Regions from separate parts of the Mus musculus genome. Here regions 2, 3, 4, 5, 6 and 7 are each linked to region 1. The links are chromatin contacts, called in public Hi-C and promoter capture Hi-C maps. All regions are on one chromosome and are shown on one strand. The core of a region is the stretch at or near the end of the contact, and the rest is flanking DNA. Distances in the headings are between cores, read along the strand shown. Region 1 holds the start of Zcwpw2 (zinc finger, CW type with PWWP domain 2). Region 2 holds the start of Gorasp1 (golgi reassembly stacking protein 1). Region 3 holds the start of Wdr48 (WD repeat domain 48). Region 4 holds the start of D730003K21Rik (a long non-coding RNA gene). Region 5 holds the start of Exog (endo/exonuclease (5'-3'), endonuclease G-like). Region 6 holds the start of Acaa1a (acetyl-Coenzyme A acyltransferase 1A). Region 7 holds the start of Oxsr1 (oxidative-stress responsive 1).

Region 1 (2,834 bases), core at 243-2,742:
CTACATAAATGCTGTTAATAATTATTTCCTGACAATAAAACAACTTCAATTCAGAATGTGGCATTAAAGTTATATTCATCCTATTCAGCTTTTTTTAAAAATCATATTATTTCCCTCAGTAAGCATGGCATGCTCTGGTACCATTACCGAAGCACTTCTGCTAGAGGCACTTATATGCTAGAAACTGTGCTCCCCCCCCCCCCCCTTTTTTTTTTCTTGAAGATGTCTCACTTTGTAGCACTGGCTAGACTGCAACTCAAGACTCCCCAGTGCTGGGATTATTAAAAAAGCATGTGCTACCACCCCCTGACTTGTTCTTAAGAATTCATTAAATCAATGTAAAAAAGCACTAAGATGGGTAAGCACTCTTCAATTTACAGATGAAGTAATTAAACATACAAATTAAGTTGTCAACTTCAGAGCCAGCCTAGCTCTTAGAAATTATAACTGGGTGCCTTGGAGGGTAAGCAAGCCCTGGACTTCAGAAAAGGGGGAAGGAGAAAGTCAGAGTAAGCAGCCTTCTCCTCAAGAGAGGAAGTGGAAAACTCGATGCTTACACATCTGGGCTATCCATCTAATCCACTGGCATTCCCACGACAGCAAGCTGCCTTTTAGACATCAATGAATCTCTCGCATTTACATGAAAACGTCCATTTACAAACCTAGAGCATTCAACACTCTGTAGCCATTCAGCGAATAATTCCAATTGTTTTCCATTTAAGACGATGGAGTGATCACTACAGACAGGGTAAGGAGAACATTTTTTGAGAACTAGAAATGAAACTGTTTTAAGATTTTGTTCAATCCAACTTAAAATTCAAACGGGGGTGGGGTGGCTCTTCTGTACTTAAGGATTAGAGGTCAATTTCAGTCTCAGTATGTCAATGTTTTTGATCATCACATGGTATTTCTGATTTCTAGTAGCTTCCATGGGTATTTTATCTCTCTTTCTGAGTATTCCGAGTTCCTTGCGAGGAGGACCACTGTTAGCCTGCCTTGCAACCCAGCCGGAAAACGGGACTGAAACATGCAAGTTAGACTGATGGTCACTCCCAGACGCCACCGGCACTACCCACGTCCCTCTTTCCCTCTCCGATATAAATGCCACCCCAGTGCAGGAAATAAAACTGAAAGCGTTCCCAGCGAGTCAAGAGCACGGACCGAACTTGAGCAATCCCCGAGCGGGAAGGCAAAAAAAAAAAAAAAAAAAAAAAAAAAAAGCCCGTGGAAGCGGGGCTGTGGGATGGCAGGGACCAGGGATGCTAGACTGGGCCGCTCTGAACAGCAGAAGGGCGCCGGGGACAGAAAGCGAAGTGCGTCTGGCCAGGCGACAGCCACCAGGCCCCTCCTGGCTGTCTCCACCGTCCGGGCGAGCGCGAGCGATCCACTCACCCTGAACCCTGGCTACGTAGGGCGGTCCCCAAGGCCACCGGGTTTCGCTTCCCCAGTGTTTGGAAGCCGGCTGAAAACAAACCGGGTCGCCAGGGGTCACCACGGGCTTCCGGTTTCCTCGAAGACGCCACCGCTTCCCCCGTCAAGGTGGCCGTCACAGGTGCACCGAGGGAGTCCCATGTCTTCCGCCGCGGCTCCCGCAGTCAGGGGCCCTGGAGGTCACAGAGGAACCGAGCAGGGGCGGCCCGGGGCCGCCGGAACAGGCCCGTTACCCAGCAGCACGCGCGTCAACTCCGGGGTCGCCGGCGCCCGCTGCCCCGCTCAGGGGCGGCGAGGCCTAGAGGGTTCTAGAAGGGTCTACGAACGCCCCGCCGCCCACAAAGGTGTCGCCGCTGCGCACAGGCTGGGTGCCAGCGCAGCGCGACGAAACCGGAAGCCGGACCTGAAGACTATATAGGGTGCCGCTAAGTGGCGCTCTAGCGGGGCGGGGCGTACTACAGGTCCCATGAGCCTCTGCGGTAGGGCAGAGGCGCACTACGAGTCCCGTGAGCCTCCGCGGCGGGGCGTACGTACTACCAGTCCCAGTGGTCCCCGCGGCGGGTGAGGTGTCGCGCCCAGCCGCGGGGAGGCGGAGTGGAGCTGAGACAGCGTCGCAGGCTGGCTGCTGTTGGGCTGAGGCGCGCGTTCAGGGCGCCCTCTAGCGCGTCCTTTCCACTCAGCGGCAACTGGGATTCCGTGAGGTGGGTCCGTGCTGCTCAGCTCAGAGGCGCCTGTCACCGTGGTGCTAACCCGAGAGCTGATGCGTGTCTGGGGCCCCTGGAATCCACGCAGGCCCCGTGTTTCGGGTCGCGTGGCGGTCTCCTTGGGTATCTTTTGAAGCAAGGTCGCTCACTGACTTCATGGGGGTTCCGGGATGCTCTTCTGTGTAGCAGGAGAAAAGGAGCCCATGGCCAACTCTTGACTTGTTCTGGCTCTTAGAGTTGTCTCCTCTCTCGGTTATTTCTAGGTGATAATCCTCCGGGTTTGTTTGTTTGTTTGTTTGTTTGTTTTTTGAGGCAGAGTCTTATGCATCCCAGAATGGCCACAAACACACTTGTTTCCACCACCGGGTGAAGAATTTTAGTCATCTATAATTCTCTCTGTCTGTAGTTTGTTAAATCTTCATATTTTTGTACGTTTGTTTTTTAATTTTAAATTTGCGGCAGGGCCTCAAGTAGCCCAGGCTACCCTCAAAGTCTTGAATTTTTTTTTCTCTGACCTCCTGCTTCTGACTCCAAGGTTTTGGGTTTATACATTACCAAGCAATGCGGTGCTGGAGGTTGAACCCGAAGCCTTGTGCATGCTAGAACATTGAACTGTATGGTGAGGCATAGACAAATTAATTGCAATCTTAGGGGGTCACAGACAGAAAAAGGAGCACAAGTTCTAGATTATTTCTGGTT
Region 2 (2,834 bases), core at 209-2,708, 1.9 Mb before region 1:
CTCCTTCTGCAGCCCTGGGAAGGAAGGCGCTCCAGGGAGTTTGGCTACGGCAGAGGTTTTAGGTGACTGGGGGATGGTCAATACACCATGTAAGCTTCAAGTCAGGCTCATCCTAGGCTGGGAAGGAAGGGGACTGAGGAGTGGTCATTTTCAGGGTCTCCATGTCCTCCGCTATACACATCTTGGTATCTTTCACAGCTAAAGAAGCTGAAGCCCAGGGAGACACAGCCCATGGAGATCACACAGTAATTGGGGCTGAGATTTCAAAGCAAAAGCTCACTTCCTCTAAGGTTTGTGGGTGTTGAGTTGGGGATAGATGTGGTTAGGTCGTAAAAGCCTCATGGGCCATTTGAAAGAGCCTAGACGTCAGACAGGGTCATCAACAGGAACCAGCTCGAATGGCTTTAAGTAGGGGAGTGAAGTTTTCAGATTTTTAAAACTTTTGGCAGAGCCTGGTGTTCATGTATCCCAGACTGGCCTCAAACTCAACTATGGTGAGTTTCTGACCCTCCCTCCCCACCTCTCCGGTGCTAGGATTAAAGGCACCTACCACCACACCTGTTTTATGGCTATCAGGGCTTGGTGCATATTCTAGGAACTGAGCCAGATCCCCAGTTACCTCAAATGATATTCTAAAGAAATGACTCTGGCTGTTGCGTGCAGTGATGTGTGGGTGGCTGCAGGTGGCACATGGGTAATGCCAGGCAGTAGTGCTGGTGCAAAGAGCCCAAGTAGAGAAACCAGGCCAGAGGTGTCTAAGGGAGAGATACATGGTGGCTCTGGAGACTTTGGAAGCTGACACTTCTCGTTAGATTAGGAACAGGGTTGGAGGTGGGCATAGACCTCATAGCAGTGGAACACAGATGGCTTAGGTGGGAGGCAGATGCGATAATGGACAGGCACGGATTGGTTTGGGGGATAGGATCAGGTCTGGGTGCTAATTTGAGGCTAGGGGTGCAGAGGACACTGAGGGGAAATGCTTTGGTTAGGGAGCTGAGGAAGATGGAAGGACTTCTAGAAGCTGCCAGAGTAGTGAACAGAGGGGTAGAGGTGGTTGGGGGGTGGAAGTAGCCTAAGAGTAGAGATGGCCAGAGGGCAGGCAGCAGGGTGGATGGTGTGGCAGAGGGTGGCCCAAGGGCAGATGGCCAGAGAAAGCAGAAAGGTAACCCCAGAGCAGAAATGGTCAGAGAGCAGAGAGCTAGCCCAGGGCAGCAGTCCTGACTGCAGAAGTAGTCCCGAGCGCAGGCGGCCCAGAGTTCACGCACCATGAGAGAGGAGTCATCGCTGCTCATGGCTGCAGCCCGGCTCAGGTGATGACCGGCTGAGCGGGATTCCCAGCTCTGGCCGCCCAATTCGCAGCCCAGCTCACGGCCGGAAGTCTAAGGCGCGCGCGTCCTTGGCAACCTGGCTGCTGGCCTGTTGCTAAGAACTGTGACATCCGGGAGGGCGTGGCCTGGCCCCACGTGACTAGGCCACGCAGCAGCGGGAGAGGGCGGCCATGGGGCTAGGGGCAAGCAGCGAGCAGCCGGCGGGCGGCGAGGGCTTCCATCTGCACGGGGTGAGCCGGGGTGGTGGAAGATCACCAGGGAGGGTTGCACAGCCCCGAGGCCTGCAGTGACCTCCCTGCATGCCTTGCGAGGCCCAGCGCGTCCAAGATCCGAGGCCCCTTCTCTAAGGAGCATTGCAAGGGGCTGGGAGAGCTCGTGGGCTTTGGGAAAGCTGCTGAAGAGGGGGTGAAGTGGCCAGAATGACTGGAGCCAGGGTGGGCATTGGGACCCCAGAGTGAAACATCCCGAGACCTAGATGGGGCCCTACGTGTCACTTGCAGGGAGGTACGAGCGAACAGGCTGCTGGGAAGTATAGTCTGGTTGATAAAGAACGCCGTATGGAGTTGGGGATAGAAAGATCTTTGAACTCAGCTCCCCTGTTTTGCCCCTTTGAAAAGCAGGTAGATGCAGAGCTGTGTGGAGGCGGGCAGGTTTGTCAGGTTGTCTGGCTGTTGGGTCAGCCTGCCTGCCTTCATTCCTTCAGACAGGATCTTGGTACTTAGTTCAAGCTGTTGTTAAACTCTCAGCTGCTCTTTCTCGGTTCCTCTTAAATCTTATCTATCTATCTATCTATCTATCTATCTATCTATCTATCTATCTATCTATTTATTTTGTGGGTGTCTCATTATGTATCCCCGACTGGCCTGGAACTTGCTATGTAGGCTAGACTGGGCTGGAACCTACAGAAATCCATCTGCGTGCGCCTGCCTCCTGAGCCATTATGCCTCTCTGGTCTATGTCAAAGGAAGTCTGGAGTCAGGGCTAGGGAAGCGGTTTCTAGCTGGAGAGCCACATTGGCTTTACAGATCAAAGTGACAAGATTTGTGCTTGGGGGTTGGCAGACATTGGGATGCATCCAACCGGGGGTGTTTTAAAACAGGTTCACGGGAAGTCAGGAGTTTGGGATCTTTGCACAAGGGCTGAGGGAAGTGAGGTGGTGGGGGTGGTGGACGGAGTGAAGGCAAGGGGGGCTGGTTAAAGGGGGACAGGTTGATCAGGTCAGAGGATGAGGACCCGTTACAGAGATGTGTTTTTGGTGTGTGTGTTGTTTTTGTTTGTGCACACGAGTGTGCAAACCAGAGGTTTTAGATCCCTTTAAGTTGGAGTTATAGGCATTTGGGAGCTGTCACACTTGCATGCTGGGGACTCAACCCAGGTCGTCTGATAGAATAATAGGCTCTTTTAACTGCTGACCTATTTCTCCAGTCCCTTTGTTTGTTTGCTTGTTTTTTCTTTGAGACAGGGTTTCTCTATGTAGCCCTGGCTGTCCTGGAACTCACTCTGTAG
Region 3 (2,834 bases), core at 180-2,679, 1.9 Mb before region 1:
CCACCCTGTTTCTTTCATGGGACCTGGAGTTTATCAATCAGCAGGACTAGACAGCCATCAAGCTTCAGGGACACTCCATTTTCTGCCTCCCTAGAGCTGAGATTTCAAGTGCCAACCCACATGCCAGGCGTCTTTTCAAGTGAGGGGATAGAGATGTTTACGTGGACGCAGATATTCAGATCCTCATGTTTGTGCTACAGGCCTTCCACCAGACTGACCATCTCCCAGTCAGCCCAATTCTAACCATTAAACAACCATTAGTGAGCACACAGGGCCAACAAATGGAAGTCAGTACTATAAAGAGGACACTCATTCAGAAAATGCCACAGCTTTCCAGCCTTATGCTGGGGTTACTCACCTTTGGCCCTCCCTTCTGAACACTGAGTTCAATCCGTGGAGTGTTTACTGACTGCTAAACCCTTTTAGTCTCTTCTCCTCTGTGCGGCAAGTCTATGCACTCAGTCCACTTTAATGACTGAATGCATTTTTTTTTTTAAGGCAGTGTGTCTCGTGTAGCCCAGACTGATTGATCTCAAACTTGGTAGGTACTGGAGGATGACCTTGAATTTCCGATTCCCCTGTCGTCACCACAGAAACACACACACACAAGCAGCGCTAGAAGTACAGGCGGGTACCAAGCATGCCTGGTTTTATGTGGAGCAGGGGGTTTGAACCTTGCTCAGGACAGGAAGGGCTCTGCTAAACGAGCTTTATCCCCAGCACACAAGGCAGCAAGCAAAACTCAAACGTACACCAAACCAACGTGATTTGGGGAAACCCAAAGCACCCACGGTGCGGGTCAGCGAGCTCATCACTGGAGATTCCGACGTTAGGGAGATGAGGACTAAAAAGGAAGCCCGGAAGATGCATAGTGAGGACGGTGGAGGGCGGAGGCAAAGCCCATCGCTAAGGAAGGGACACTGTCATTTCCTCCAGCACAGCGCTCCCACGTGCGACCCGGACCCGCCACGCCCCCGCAAGGCCCCTCGCTTCCCGGCCTCACCCACCCGCGGGCGCCGCGAGGCCTCCGCCGCCGGGTCGCGGCTGTTCCGGAGGAAGGCGGCCGAGAGCAGAGGCAGGTGAGCGGGCAGCAGGCCCATGGCGCCGCCGCAGGCCCGGTGTCCCGGGACGGCGGTTCGCCGGGACGGCGGTTCCCCGCGACCGCTCGCGAGGCCCGCGCGCCCAGTCCGCCCGCCGCCACCTCAGGCCGTTGGCGCCCCGGCCCCACCCCTCGCGCCGCTGCGCCCCGCCCCGCCATCCTCCGGCTGTCGAACCCGGCCAGCCGCGGCCCGAGGCATCCGCCCGCCCGCGGGGGTACCAGAGCCGACGGCAGTGTCGCCAAGGCCGCGGAGCCGGGCCGCCATACCTGCACTTTCCTCCGCCCGGCTGTGTTCTGCCGGTGATGGGCCGCCATCTTGCATGTTGACACTCCGACGTCACTTCCGGGAGAGTTGAAGCGCCAGCGGATGTCCCGCCCTACTCTGTGGTTGGGTAGAAGGTAGGTAGGGCGTAGGCTTTCCGGGCTGGTTGCGAGGGGAGGCGCTGGCGGAGAAATAGCAGCGTGTGGGCGGGAACGCTCTTGGAACCAGGGCTTGGGGGCCCGTACTGGTCTACCTCTGTGCAGCTAAGCCCCAGGGCCGTCCCAGCGCCTGCATGCAGAGAGAAAGCGCTCAAGAGAGTCGTGCTTAAGTCGTGCCCCAGCCACTTAAGCCAGTGCTTAGCAACTGGACCACGTCTCTAACTCCATATTTATAGGTTTTAAAAATAATAATAATAAAATGTTGTTGTCATTTAGTTATTTTGAGGCATGGTCTCGCTGTGTAGTCCTGGCTGTTCTCAAACACCAGCGGAGAGGACAACTTGTGGTAGTCTTCTTCTTCCACTATGTGGGCCTTGAGATTCTAACTCAGGCTTGGCAGTAGGCACCTTTATCCAGTGATTCATCTCACCAGCCCCCTCAGGATCTTACCCAGACTCTCAGAATTACAGACGTGTGCCTGTACAGCTATAATATGGATCTTAGGATGTTAAGTGAGATAATGTTCGCATAGGCCCTGCTAACTTGACAATATATTTTAAATGATCGTTTTGGCAAAAACATGACCAAAGTACTATAACCCCTATGGAAACCCACTACCTTTATAAACTAATTAAAAAATACAAAGGGGCTGGAGAGATGGCTGAGAAGTTGAGAGCACTTGCAGAGGACCTGGGTTTGGTTCCCAGCATTCACCTGGGAGTTCATGAGCTGCAATAAACTCCAGTCCCACACGCCCCCTTTCGGACGCAGGTAGAACACTCTCCCAAAATAGAAGTAAATCTAAAATACAGAATTTCAAAGAGATACACTTGCATGGATGGAAAATGATTCCCCCCAAAAGACATGCATTATTAGATGAAAATCTCAATGCCAGGCATGGGATAGCTTTCTATGACATGGTCAGGGAAGACCCAGAAGCCCCTAAAACAATACAGGCTATAGCTGTTGCACTTGGTTGCCCACCGAAACTAAGTAGTAAGACACTATTGCTGGAGACACTGTATACTTTGGTAGCTGGACACAGAGACATCAAAGTGCACTGACCCAAAAACTTGTCAGTGATGACTCTGTGATGACTGGCTTCTCTGTGATGACTCTGTGATGACTGGCTTCTCTGTGATGACTGGCTTTCATAGGTGCTGTGAATCCTGCCAGGGAAAAAGAAGCATCCGTGATAAACCAGCCGACCACCTTGCCAGGCAAGATGTGCCCGCTGCTGTAGGGTTATGAGGGCAACCAATTACTTTTGGATTTGAGGTCTGTTCTACTGGAAGGAATTCCAGCTTGGTACTGT
Region 4 (2,834 bases), core at 101-2,600, 1.7 Mb after region 1:
TTTTTGAAGGGGGCGAGGGGGTGTTCAATTGGTTTTTGTTGTTGTTGTTGCTTTTGAAATCAGTGTAAGGTGACTTTTCTTTTGAGTCTTCAGAAGAACAATGATAAATTCCTTTAAAAGACAAAAGTGTGTTTTTTCCCAAATCTGTTGCCCAGAACAGACAAGCCAACATCTTCCCTAGGGAGAAAGGAAGAACAAAGGGTGCTGTCAACACAGGAAGGCTGCTGGGAGGCAGATGCAGGCCCCCTGCCACCCTGGTTAGAGAAAGGCAGGAAGCCAGGCCTGCTGGTCCTAGGGCTTCCAGGAGAAGCCCTCTGAGCACCCCGCAGGAGGGAGAAAACCCCCAGGCAGAGAAGAGGTGACTTCTTAGGCTGTTCTCTTGTCCTCCGTGTAAGATCAGTTTCTAAATCTGTGCAATCTCCCAAGGATAAAGGCCGACTCCCCCTCTCCCCAGGACAGTACTGGAAAGAGGGTGAAGGAACTTTACCAAGTCTTACAAAAACCATCTCGGATTACTTCAGACCAGCTCTACAGGAAAGGGAGTTTACATAGTCCATTTTCTGTGCTGACTTAGCTAGGGGAGACATCTGAGGACCAGGATTCTATCTCTTCATAGTCTCAGGGCAGAAAGAATCTACAAGGTAGGGTATGGAAGGCCCACATTAGCTATTTGCCATTTGTTTGTTTGTTCGTATGTAGCATCTTACGTGGCTCAGACTGGCCTCCAACCCACTAGATAGCAATAGATAGAAAACCTTGAACTCCTGGTCCTCCTGCCTCTGCCTGACAAGTGCTGTGATAGCTGGCATACGATACCATACCCACTTTGTGCCTTGCAGAGCTTGGAACCCAGGGGTTTGCAAGCACTTTACCAACTGAGATAGGACATTTCAGAGCGCATTACTCAGCTGCTGTGGGTCACACAGGAACTGCTGATGTCTGTCTCCCTGTGACAGAGGGCAGAAGCCAAGCATACAGTTCTGTGTCCCTCACCAGGTCTCTTCCTTCAGGTTCCCCAGCTCCTCACCTGGGTAGATGTCCATTAGAAAATAATCAACTGTGCCAGCGTTCCCTGCAAGTCGGTGGTGTGTTTGAAGTTGGAAGCATCAGGCAGAGGTTCCTGGAAGTTCCAACTTACTTTTGTGACCTCCAAGCCACAATCCTGGAGTTTTTCCACATTTACACGGGCTCTTCCTCCTTGATTAATACTCCTGCTCACTTTGGACTCTATGCCAGTTAGAACAAGAGCTGAATACAGAACTTACTTAGCTACTTCCTGGAACCATGAAATTCCAAATCGCTCTGATAGGTACTGAGAAGGCCTATGGAAGCTAGGCTGATTCCATGACAGGCTTCACATTGGCAGTTAAGGAGACTAGGCCTAAATCTCTGTTTCTAAGAACTGGGCAAGTCCAGGCAAGTCCAGGCCTCAGAAGCTGCCCTGCCACCTATCGTGAGGCAAGGACAATGGGTCAGCAGCAGTTTCCAGACTTCCTCAGCAACAGTTTCTAGATCTTCCCAGCAGGTTCACAGCTCCTACACCCCAGTAATGGAATGTCCATAGAGATAGACCCAACAGATTAACATAGAAGTCACCTATCCCAGAATTACCTAATGTGCTTTAAATCAGGCCTGCAAGCTCACTTGGTTGTCTCTCTATCTTGGCATTGGAGAGACCCCAGCATGCTGGACTTCTGCAAAGTAAAACACTCTCCGTTTACGTACTATTTGAGTCTGGGGTATCATTCTTCAGTGACTCATGGATCCTTACGTTACCATACTCCATGTACCTACAGCCAAACCCACTCATTGTCATCCTGACTCTAGGTGGAAATCCACTAATGTTCAAGGAACTGGGCTTGACCTGGTGACTAACCACATGGTTGGATGAGGGAAGATGGGGGTGTTGGGATTTGATAAGATCAAGTCATGAAAACACAGTTATAGAACCAGAAAATGGGGACAGTGCTAAGTAACCCTTCTAAATGTGTGAAAGCAACAGTTGGAAATGTCTAGAATCCTGAATTGTTTCAAGGAATATATGTTTATGTTCTATGTCTAGGTGTATGAGTATTTATGAGTACTTGCAAGGGTATATATGCATATTTATCTTTATACACAGAGTTAGGCAAACAACATATCACCCAGCAGCCATATCCATGGATCTCATTGTTGACATACATTTTTTTAGTCAAGGTATATGTTTTGTGTGTGTGTGTGTGTGTGTGTGTGTGTGTGTGTGTGTGTGCCACAATAGTGAAAGTGAAGCAAGCTCATGTATGGAACTTACCAGTGGCATTGAAGACGTTTGGGGTGGTAGCCAGCCTACTGTTGATAACCCAGCACCTCGCCTGCCACCTGTTTTTAGTTTTACCGACTGTTTGCTTGGTTTGTTGATTTGTTCGTTTGTTGGTTGATTTGATCCACAAACTAAGAATAATTTTACATCTATAACTGGTTAGAAAGAAATCTGTCTCTAAGCATCATGATACACACCTGGCATGCCAACACTCTGTGAGGCTGAGGACTACTCTAATTTTGAGGCCATCCTGAGCTAGAGTAAGTTCAAGGCTATCATGCAATGCATAGTAGAATTTTGTCTCAAGCAAACAGACCCACAAGCTGAAAACAAACTTTGGCTTGGAAGGTCATAAGCCTTAGGGGGAAAGGTAGATATTTTGTTTAAAAAAAATAGACATATAGCTACACCGTCTCCTAAGAACTTATATTTATATCTACAGACTATTGCTACCCACAGCTTGGCCAAAGAAGCTTCTCTTTTATAGTGGACAGTGGTGAATACAGAGACTTGTAACTGGTCAAATGCTTTGAAT
Region 5 (2,834 bases), core at 188-2,687, 1.4 Mb before region 1:
CCACATTAGTTTTCTAAATCTGTCTGTACCACAAACTGTGTGTATGGGGGGTGGGGGGAGAATTCAAAGGAAAACCATAGTGCTACAAGTATAAAAGTGAATGGGAACGTCTTGCGACTAATAGAGACAAAAATGGCCATCATTTTAGTTTTTCATCAACATGATATATCAGCTGCCAGGTTAAGTATCCATTTCGTTTTTTAAAAGACCTTAACTCCAAGAGTGGGTGCACACACCTGTTTCTCCATGTCTCATGCCTGGCTGGGTCACAGTGAGTACTGGCTCAAAGCAAAAACAGAGCAAACAAGCCCACCCACACTGTCCCTCACTGATACTTCCCCAGTGTTTCAGTTCAAGGAAAGACAGACTGCAGCCTTCACTGCAGTGGGGCTAAGAAACTGACACTTCCTCCTAGAGGACTCAACCCGGAGCTGCTTCCAAGTGACTCCTCCCCATGCCTCCCCAGAGCAGTCCTCTGGCACAATGGCAAGTGTCAAAAGAAGCGGGTGGTTCAGCACGTCCTGGAATGAGATGGGTCTGTGCTCACTTCTCTGTCTAAAGATAAGATGCCCCGTAAATTTAAGGATGTACATACTAGGAAGACTGGGTAGCAGATATTCTTTACGGAAACGCCTTCAAACATTCTTGTTGTGATGTTGTCAATTTGACAGAATCTAGAAACACCTGAGAAGCAGGCCTCCGGGTATTCCTATGGGGAGAGGGGGAATCTTGGCTGTATTAAATGATATGGGGATCCCCAGATTAATTATGGGCTGGGCCATTCCCTGACTGGGATTCGCACTGTATAAACTGGGAGAAAAGGGAGCCAAAAGGCAGCACGTTCGTCCGTTTCCTGACAGTGGAGGGACGTGGCCACATTGTATAAACTGGGAGAAAAGGGAGCCAAAAGGCAGCACGCATTCGTCCGTTTCCTGACGTGGCCAGCTGCTTCGAGCTCCTTCCCCGCCACGATGGGGTGCACCTCGAACGGGGAGCTAAAACAGACCCTTCCCTTAAGTTGCTTCTGTCAGGTATACGTTGTCACAGCAACAGGAAAAGAAACTAAGACACTTACTGAAGGCCAATTCTGTACCAGGCACTGTGCTGCACCTAAGGTGGAGAACAAACAGAGTCTCAGCTCGGGGTGGAGCTAAGGATGGAGGGGTGGTGACGTGTGAGCCCGCAGCCAGGTGAAGAATTTGGGGGAGCAGTGGGGAACCGAGCCGGCTTAGGCTTGCAGACTCACCGTGTGGCTGCCTCGCCAGCTTCGCGGATTCCGCGTCCGGACGCCGGAAAAACTGCAGCGCCGTCAGCCCCGCTCCCGCGGCGCCCACTACAGCCCCGGCCAAGAAGCCATTCAGAAATCGCCGCGAGTCCCTGAGACGGGAAGCGAAGCTCTTTGCAGCCATGACTCGCGGGCGCCAGCACTTTGTCTCTGCCACGCATGCGCACGCGGGGGCTCCGAGGCCGGAATGGTCCAATCGCCGGCTCCGGAACCAGGCGCGCATGCGCCATCCCGAACCGCCTCCCAGAGGCCTTCGCTGCTGAGGGTCTCGCGCGTCCCCTAGAGTCCAGCAGGGGAGGCACGCCTACCTCCATCCCTGGTCCTGGCCAGTTAATGGATGGGTTAAGTGTCCTAGCTTGTCAATTTAATGGTGTGTGTGTACTGTCCTCTGAAGAAATTGTCTTTAGTCCCATTTAATAGTGAGTAAATGCTTGTTCATGATCCATCAAAGATCTCCTAACCTGGGATCCAACTCGATGTGATTCCAAAACCTGTACCCCATTGGACTGTTTGGGGCACTTGCTTCAAAGTCAAAATACACATCAGAGTGTTTGTACCACCTATCGAGTTTCCTGGGAAAACAGTACTCAATGGTAGCCAGAGACTCTGGATGGGCCAGAGCTCAGAAGTTAAATCCTTACCAAACTAGTCCAGTGTGTCAGTCCATGTTATCTCTTTTAATTTGTGCCTAGACAAGCAAGATGGTTCATCAGTAAGGGTGCTTGCCACCAAAACTGACACTTGAATTCAGTCCCTGGAACCTACTTGGTAGAAGAGGACTGACTCCTGAAAGCTGTCCTCTCACCGTCACAGGCATGGGCTTGCCATCCTACATGCACAGGTATGTACAGCCAGACATAAATAAGTCGATGTAATAAACTGTAATTGGGCTTGGTGGAGCCGATCTGTAACCCCAGCGCTAGCAAAGACAAGGAAGGAATTTCTGAGCTCCAGATCAGCTTAGACTACATAGTGAGTTCCAAATGAGTCTCAGCTACATCGCAAGACCCTGTCTCAAAAAAGAAGTTAAAATCATCATCTTAGACGATAGGGATTCATCTCAGGACTAAGGTGGTATACACGGGATGCATGCCGTCAAGTAACACTGTAAATGTTAGCCACTTTATGGGACCTCTCAAATTGGTCTTAGACAAAATTGATGGGCAAATGCCCACTGACAAAGGGAGAACATAAGGTCCAGAGAAATGGCTAAGTGATTAAGAACACTGTCAGCTCTTCTAAAGGGTCTGGGTTCAATTCCCAGCACCCACATGGTAGCTCATGACTGACACCCTCACACCAATGCACATAAAATAAAATTAAGTAAATTGTTATTATTTTTGTTTTTTTTTTTAAGACAGGGTTTCTCTGTGTAGCCCTGGCTGTCCAGGAACTCACTCTGAAGACCGTAAATTATTTTTTGTAAAAAGAAGAATATTCGTGTTTAATAGACTCCCACTCAGATCAATGGGTCTTCACCTGGCAGCAGTCTCCAGCTTCCCATAAAAAGAGCATTGGCCTGAGCCAGGCTGACTCCATGACAGGCTGC
Region 6 (2,834 bases), core at 173-2,672, 1.3 Mb before region 1:
TAGAAAACGTATTCAGTACCAAGTAGTGTCCTGCATACTAGGGTTCAGCTGGGAGTCCCAGAGAAGAGACATTCCAGATCTTTCTTCCGGATCACTTTAGGGTTTTCCCAGGCTCATGTGAAACTATAAAAGTTCAGTGTGTGGAAAATAGGGAGACAGCTACCCAACAGCTTGTCATCCACCTGTCCAGTGATGGAGGGCCAGAGCATGCTCCTCTAAATCACAGGCTTGGGGGCAAGGGCTTGCCTGGTAACAGGAGAGACTCTAGAGTAAGAGACACTGTGCAGAGCCATGGGCAAAGGGAGTCTGCAACTGCTCACCTCCCCAAGTGTCCTCCGCCAAGCCCTGCGTTGCTGCAGGGACGAGGAACAGGCTGGCACCTCGGGACAAGACCGTGTCCTACTCTATGTTCTAGTTCAGGTAAAGCAGGGGTTAGGACAGGGTGGGGGTGAATCCATCTGCACCTGTAACCCAGGACACCATGTAGGTAGAGAACTGCGTTTTCTCACCTCCTGCAGTCTCCAGGAACATCTAGGCTTCTGTGGTGACCCCCAGCCATAAAGTTATTTTTCATTGCTACATCAGAACTGTAATTCCGCTACTGTTAAGTATCGTAATGTAGATATTTGTGTTTTCCGATGATCTTAGGCGAACCCTGTAAAAGGGTCCTTCAACCATCCCACTTAAATCGGTGGAGTCTGTAGTCTTGCTCAGTGAAACCCAGGTTCTCGGAGAGAAAGTGAAGCTTCGGGAGGAGGGCGGGGGAGGGCCGGTGCAGGACCCGCAGGGGAGCTCACCCACGGAGATGTCTCCCAGCTGCTCAGGCTTTAGCCTCACGTCCTGGAGAACCGCGGTCAACACGGCCGACAGAAGCTCGTCGGGGGTGGTGTTCTGCAGGGCGAGGCGCAGCAGCGGTGAGCCCAGCTCCCGCATCCCCGCCCGGGGACTCTGCGGTCACCGGACCCCCGACGGCAGAATTCCATCCGCGCTGGCCGCCTTCTGCTCCCCTCGCCCGCCCGAGGGGCCTCACCTTGAAGCCTCCACGGCTGGCGCGGCCGATGGGGGTGCGCCGTCCGTGCACCACCACCACGTCGGAGGCCGAGGCCTGCGGGAACCTAGCGGAGCAGGGCGCAGCTTGCAGCGCGGAGCTCGACTCGGGCCGGCCGGCCAGGTGGCCCAGCACTACCTGCAGCCGATGCATCGCGGAGGTGGGTCCTACCTACTCGTTTAGGTTCTGGGTGCAGAGCTTTAGGAACAGGAATGATGGCAGGCGCAGGCGCAGGCGCAGGCGCGGGCGCAGGCGCAGGACAGCCTTCTACGTCGCAAGGCCTGAAAGGGGATCACAACCCCGGTAGAATGATACTGCGAGAGGTAGGATGGGGTCTTTAGAGGGCCTGCCCACTCCTAGGTACAACCAATTAGATTAAGGGGAGTCTGATTGAGGGCCGCCCACTCACCCCTTGCCCCAGAGTCCCGCCCAACGCCCGTCCTAAGACGCTTTCTCTCCACTCAAAGCCCCGCCCGCCAATCCTACGGAAGCCAATCGTAATGCGCACTCTTAATCCTCCTTGAAAGGCAGACTGGAAACTTCCAAGTTTGCACAACCTTTTGTAGACATTGGGGAAGGAGGTTTCCCAAACTTCTGGTTTCCTAGGATGAACTCAGCCTCAAGGGAGTCCCTCCCCTTGAGCTCAGCGCGCAGCCGCGTAGAAGGCGGAGCCCGGCCCATGGCTTCTCTGCTGAGCTAGCCCGAGAAGACCCTTGTCTCCCATCAAAATTTGCTGTGCTCAGCCCCGGGTCCCAAAACCGAGAACTGAGGACCTAGAAAATGTTGAGGCACCTAGTTAAGCCCCAACCGGGTTGGCTGTCACAGAAGCTCTCTCAGAAAACAAAGTAATTTTGGGTTCCGGGCTGGTGTGAAGAACCGATTAAGGTGCTGAACGGCAGGCAGGTTCTAACTGTAACGTGCCCCACTCGTCTTAAGCCTGTTGATCTACGTTTGTTTGGGATAGTGCCATTAGTGCCCACATTCCCCTAGGAATTCTACTAAACCCGGGGATGGGGGTGGAGGGTGGAGGGAGACCCAGTATTGGAGATTGACACCTAAATAGATTAACCAAGTGAATTAACGAAAAAATCTTCCTTGGGTCTAGACCCAACGTTAAAGAGTAAGGTGGTAGGTTCCGCGTGTTTTTTGCAGACCCCGGGAAGGTAGTGCTGTTTGTCTCAGAAAACAAAGGACAAGATACCCTAAATGCCAATTTATGGGCAAGGTCGTGGGCTTTCCCCTTTAAAAAGCAGAGTCACAAGTGACATCAGATAGCTAAAGGTAGACTGAGCCTTCGGGTTACTACTTCCGAAGCCAGTCTGTCTCTTCCCTCCCTACTACCAGAATATAAATTACTGTACAGAAGGGCTGTAACTCCTTCAAGTCCTAAACAAGGCTGATTGAGCTAACCATGCATAATAACCACTACCAGATCGCCTAGTCCATCCACCTTGATCGGTGGGCCAAGGCAGATGCCAGAGGCGGTTTATATAAATTCTCACACCTTCGAGGGGAGGTGAGCAAACGTTAGAAGCACAAGTGGGTTGACTTTTAGGCTGGGTAGTTCTGGCCCCGTAGTCTAGATTCTAGCAAAGGGCGGAGCTTCTCGGAAAGCGAAAGAAGGAGGGGCTGGCAGGAGACTTAAGGGAAGTAGGAAACTCCACAGGCGAGCGTACTGGACGGCACCGGGGGCCCAGGGTTGCCTGCCATGTCTGCGGGAGACCCCCGCGTGGGATCCGGGTCCCTGGACTCCTTCATGTTCTCCATACCCTTGGTCGCGCTTAAC
Region 7 (2,834 bases), core at 90-2,589, 1.3 Mb before region 1:
AACAAATTTCTTCCTTCCTTCCTTCCTTATTTTTTTTTTTAAAGATTTTATTTATTTTATATATATGAGTACACTGTAGCTGTATTTAGACATACCAAATGAGGGCATTGGATCCCATTTCAGATGGTTGTGAGCCACCATGTGGTTGCTGGGAATTGACCTCAGGACCTCTGGAAGAGCAGTCAGTGCTCTCAACCACTGAGCCATTTCTCCAGCCCTGAAACACATTTCTACAGCAAGACCTTGCACCTTTGCCGGGTCTGGAATATTCTGTCCTCCCATTTTCTGTTTGCTGAGATCCCCTTAGCACTGTAAGGTCTGGCCCAAATGGGACCTCTTCTTGAGATGTTCCATAAGTCCTATCAACCAGACGCGCTCATGGCCTTCCCACCGAAGAGCTCAGCAGTGCTGCTCAGCTGAACACTTTGTCCGCAGCGACCCTGTCCAGGTTGATGTTTTAATGTTTTGTTTCACCAAAGCGCGATCTTCTAAGGCCAAGAAAACGGAACTTATTTTTGTGAAGATGACAAAAGCCAGGGCCGGGGGCCTAGAGCTGACCCCTAAGTCGCGTGACAGAAACCACTGAACAGTCAAGGCGCTGCCTGGGCAGAGACAACTAACCTAGGTCCCAGGCAGGTGCTGTTTCTTTAGACCCGAAGCGGAGAAAAGACAGAAACCGCTTCCTCCCGGATCCTGGAGGCGGCGCTGAGTACTTCCGCCTTAGGAAAAAAAAAAATGTCATCACGGGCCGAGCTTCCGGCTCCACTCGGGAGCCCGCAAGACCTTTTATCCTAGTTGGCCTTCGTCCGCGCACCCCACCCGGCCGCTCCCTCGGGCTTCTCCACACCCCGGGGCGCGGTTTGCACGTCTCGAGGGTGTGACCGTGACGCCGTGACGTCACCTCAGCGAACCCGGTCCTGAAAGGTTTTGGCGCTCGGTAGGAACTGGGAGTCAAGTTCCCGGAGGCGGGACTAACATATGACTGATGTCCACACGCTCCAGTTGCCGTTCTCATGCTTTCTCAAACCAACCAATGAATGCAAAGCAGAGAGGGCAACGCCCCTCCCTCAGCTTCTAGAGGAAGCGCCGCTCCTTCGGTTTAGCACTCAGTGGCCGCCATGCTTGGTGTGGCTCCTCGTTCTGCGGCAGTTTGCTCTGTTTTGGCTTTCAGACGCCCTCAGTGAACTCCTCCACGAGCACTTCTGCTCTCTAACTATCGACTTCCACTCTTTCCGGCTTCCTTCTCGCTTGCCTCTTGTCCGGCCACACTCAAGATGGCGGCCGGGGGGCGGCGAGCCGCGGCCAGGCTTCCCCGGCGTGGTGACGTCAGCGCGCTGCGTGTCGGCAGGTGGAGGGAGAAGGGAAAGTTTGGCCCGTGCTTGGGGTTCGGGTGGAGGGCGGGACGGAGGGGCAGGGCTGGGTAGAAGCTTGTTTCGCGGTGCCGCGGAGGTTAAGGCCGGCTCGTGGGCTGGGCCGGGGACTGCGGGACGCGGAGCCGCGGGAGGCGAGGTCGGTCGCAGCCGCGCGTCTCCGCCTCGGGGCCGCGCTTGACCCGCGCGCCCCGGCGTTGTGCGCCCCAAGGCTGGGCCAAGCGGCGGGTTGGGGGCGGCGGCTGGGCGTGGGGAGGCGCGCGGCGAGGTGACCTGAGAGCCCGGAGCGTGAGGAGCACGGAGCCAGGCGCTGCAGCCGTCATGTCCGAGGACTCGAGCGCCCTGCCCTGGTCCATCAACAGGGACGACTACGAGCTGCAGGAGGTGATAGGTGAGAGCCGAGGGGCGACGCGCCGGGGTTCTGGGCCCGAGCCTTGCTGGGCACTGGTGCGAGCCGTGCGCCTAGGGTGGGGCTCCCTTCGGAGGGAGAAGCGTACCTGAGACAGATGCGTCCTGTGCAGAAGAGCCATGTGGATGGGCGGCAGGCCTGGCTCAGGGGGCACTAGGGTCCGTGGGCAGAGCCGCGTGGCTCTGGGATTGTGGGGTCTGTGCACTTGAGTCCATCCCTGCATCCACGCGACGATGCACTATTTCGCAGGTGTGAGGCTGAGGGCAGCTCCAGGTACCGGTGCTGAGCAGGTTAGACCCGCCTCTAGCTCTTTACAACTGACTTCTCAGATCCCGGAGGCAGACGTCAACTACATAGAAAGAATGGGAAAAGCGGTAACAGGTCTCAGTAGGTGGCCGGAAGGAACCGGGCAAGATGTTATAAGGAGTGGTTTGAACAAGTTACGTGATTTCAAGGAAAAGTTGAGCCCTCAAAGCGAGTCGGAGGAAGATCGCCTTTCCCCCTCCATTGAGGAATAAGAAAATACTTAGACTCTGAGGAGAGAGAGAGTGCTTGATAAGTTGAGGGACCAGAAAGAGGGCACACATTAGTCTCAGGGACCTTTAAAGCTATGGTAAAGATTTGGAGTTTCAAGTTGTCCTTGGAGGGCTTCAACTAGGGACCATGGCTCGCTCCATAAATCTGGCTATTATGTGTGAAGTGGCCCTGAATAAGATCCGAGAATACCAGTTGGTCGACAGCAAGCATGGATTGTTACTCTCAGAGGTGCAGCGTGCTTGAGGAGGTTAAGCGGCTAGGGATGAGGGAGAGTTTGTAGCCCAGCAGTAATGCAGTGGCCATAGAAATCGAAGGGAAATGGGTTTAGCAAAACAAAGGCTTAATCAGCAGACCACTGTTTGTTGGAAGAAGTCTGTCTACACTGATAGCATTCTACCTTAAAATTAGCTTTACAATAGAGACCTGCCAAAAATCCCAGAGCTTCCTTAAAGGTGCCAGTGTTTATTTCTCGGTGTTAAGGAGAGCAAAAACAAAAAGCCACCAAATTTCGTTGTAGG

The links. Promoter capture Hi-C pulls out the DNA fragments that hold promoters and counts their contacts. Hi-C and Micro-C count contacts between places; a contact is called where the count stands out from the background.
Region 2: a contact with region 1 is called in a promoter capture Hi-C map of pre-B cells, with 4 times the contacts expected there. The contact joins the promoter of Gorasp1 here to the promoter of Zcwpw2 in region 1. A contact is called at or near these places in 2 of 39 promoter capture datasets (liver and pre-B cells).
Region 3: a promoter capture Hi-C map of pre-B cells shows a contact between it and region 1, with 4 times the contacts expected there. The contact joins the promoter of Wdr48 here to the promoter of Zcwpw2 in region 1. A contact is called at or near these places in 3 of 39 promoter capture datasets (hippocampal neurons, liver and pre-B cells), 1 of 484 Hi-C or Micro-C datasets (the G1E-ER4 cell line) and 2 of 9 other capture datasets (adipose tissue and liver).
Region 4: a contact with region 1 is called in a promoter capture Hi-C map of the 3T3-L1 cell line, with 11 times the contacts expected there. The contact joins the promoter of D730003K21Rik here to the promoter of Zcwpw2 in region 1. A contact is called at or near these places in 2 of 39 promoter capture datasets (the 3T3-L1 cell line and hippocampal neurons).
Region 5: a contact with region 1 is called in a promoter capture Hi-C map of pre-B cells, with 4 times the contacts expected there. The contact joins the promoter of Exog here to the promoter of Zcwpw2 in region 1. A contact is called at or near these places in 2 of 39 promoter capture datasets (liver and pre-B cells) and 1 of 115 datasets of contacts at active chromatin or transcription factors (thymic regulatory T cells).
Region 6: a contact with region 1 is called in a promoter capture Hi-C map of pre-B cells, with 4 times the contacts expected there. The contact joins the promoter of Acaa1a here to the promoter of Zcwpw2 in region 1. A contact is called at or near these places in 2 of 39 promoter capture datasets (liver and pre-B cells), 4 of 484 Hi-C or Micro-C datasets (CD4 T cells, CD8 T cells, the G1E-ER4 cell line and 1 more), 1 of 115 datasets of contacts at active chromatin or transcription factors (thymic regulatory T cells) and 2 of 9 other capture datasets (adipose tissue and liver).
Region 7: a contact with region 1 is called in a Hi-C map of CD8 T cells, with 8 times the contacts expected there. The contact joins the promoter of Oxsr1 here to the promoter of Zcwpw2 in region 1. A contact is called at or near these places in 3 of 39 promoter capture datasets (the C10 cell line, liver and pre-B cells), 2 of 484 Hi-C or Micro-C datasets (CD4 T cells and CD8 T cells), 3 of 115 datasets of contacts at active chromatin or transcription factors (fibro-adipogenic progenitors, microglia and thymic regulatory T cells) and 1 of 9 other capture datasets (liver).

The regions. Positions count from the first base shown.
Region 1 is chr9:118,039,517-118,042,350 of GRCm38.p6, reverse strand. Zcwpw2 (zinc finger, CW type with PWWP domain 2) reads left to right here and starts at 1,492. Exons shown (of 9, transcript NM_001378466.1): 1 at 1,492-2,132. It overlaps Azi2 (5-azacytidine induced gene 2), which reads right to left and starts at 1,829. Exons shown (of 8, transcript NM_013727.4): 1 at 1,393-1,829.
Region 2 is chr9:119,936,182-119,939,015 of GRCm38.p6, reverse strand. It overlaps Gorasp1 (golgi reassembly stacking protein 1), which reads left to right and starts at 1,458. Exons shown (of 9, transcript NM_028976.2): 1 at 1,458-1,558. The coding sequence starts at 1,499. Ttc21a (tetratricopeptide repeat domain 21A) reads right to left here and starts at 1,410. Exons shown (of 29, transcript NM_028735.3): 1 at 1,266-1,410. The coding sequence starts at 1,292.
Region 3 is chr9:119,893,490-119,896,323 of GRCm38.p6, reverse strand. Wdr48 (WD repeat domain 48) reads right to left here and starts at 1,429. Exons shown (of 19, transcript NM_026236.3): 1 at 1,367-1,429. The coding sequence starts at 1,414. It overlaps Gm2449 (a long non-coding RNA gene), which reads left to right and starts at 1,412. Exons shown (of 7, transcript XR_871350.2): 1 at 1,412-1,498; 2 at 2,677-2,797.
Region 4 is chr9:116,325,839-116,328,672 of GRCm38.p6, reverse strand. It overlaps D730003K21Rik (a long non-coding RNA gene), which reads right to left and starts at 1,350. Exons shown (of 4, transcript XR_871324.2): 1 at 1,028-1,350.
Region 5 is chr9:119,443,563-119,446,396 of GRCm38.p6, reverse strand. Exog (endo/exonuclease (5'-3'), endonuclease G-like) reads right to left here and starts at 1,437. Exons shown (of 6, transcript NM_172456.4): 1 at 1,247-1,437. The coding sequence starts at 1,409.
Region 6 is chr9:119,339,882-119,342,715 of GRCm38.p6, reverse strand. Acaa1a (acetyl-Coenzyme A acyltransferase 1A) reads right to left here and starts at 1,422. Exons shown (of 12, transcript NM_130864.3): 1 at 1,031-1,422; 2 at 798-891. The coding sequence starts at 1,201. It overlaps Myd88 (myeloid differentiation primary response gene 88), which reads left to right and starts at 2,698. Exons shown (of 6, transcript NM_010851.3): 1 at 2,698-2,834. The coding sequence starts at 2,757.
Region 7 is chr9:119,320,932-119,323,765 of GRCm38.p6, reverse strand. It overlaps Oxsr1 (oxidative-stress responsive 1), which reads left to right and starts at 1,339. Exons shown (of 18, transcript NM_133985.2): 1 at 1,339-1,761. The coding sequence starts at 1,692.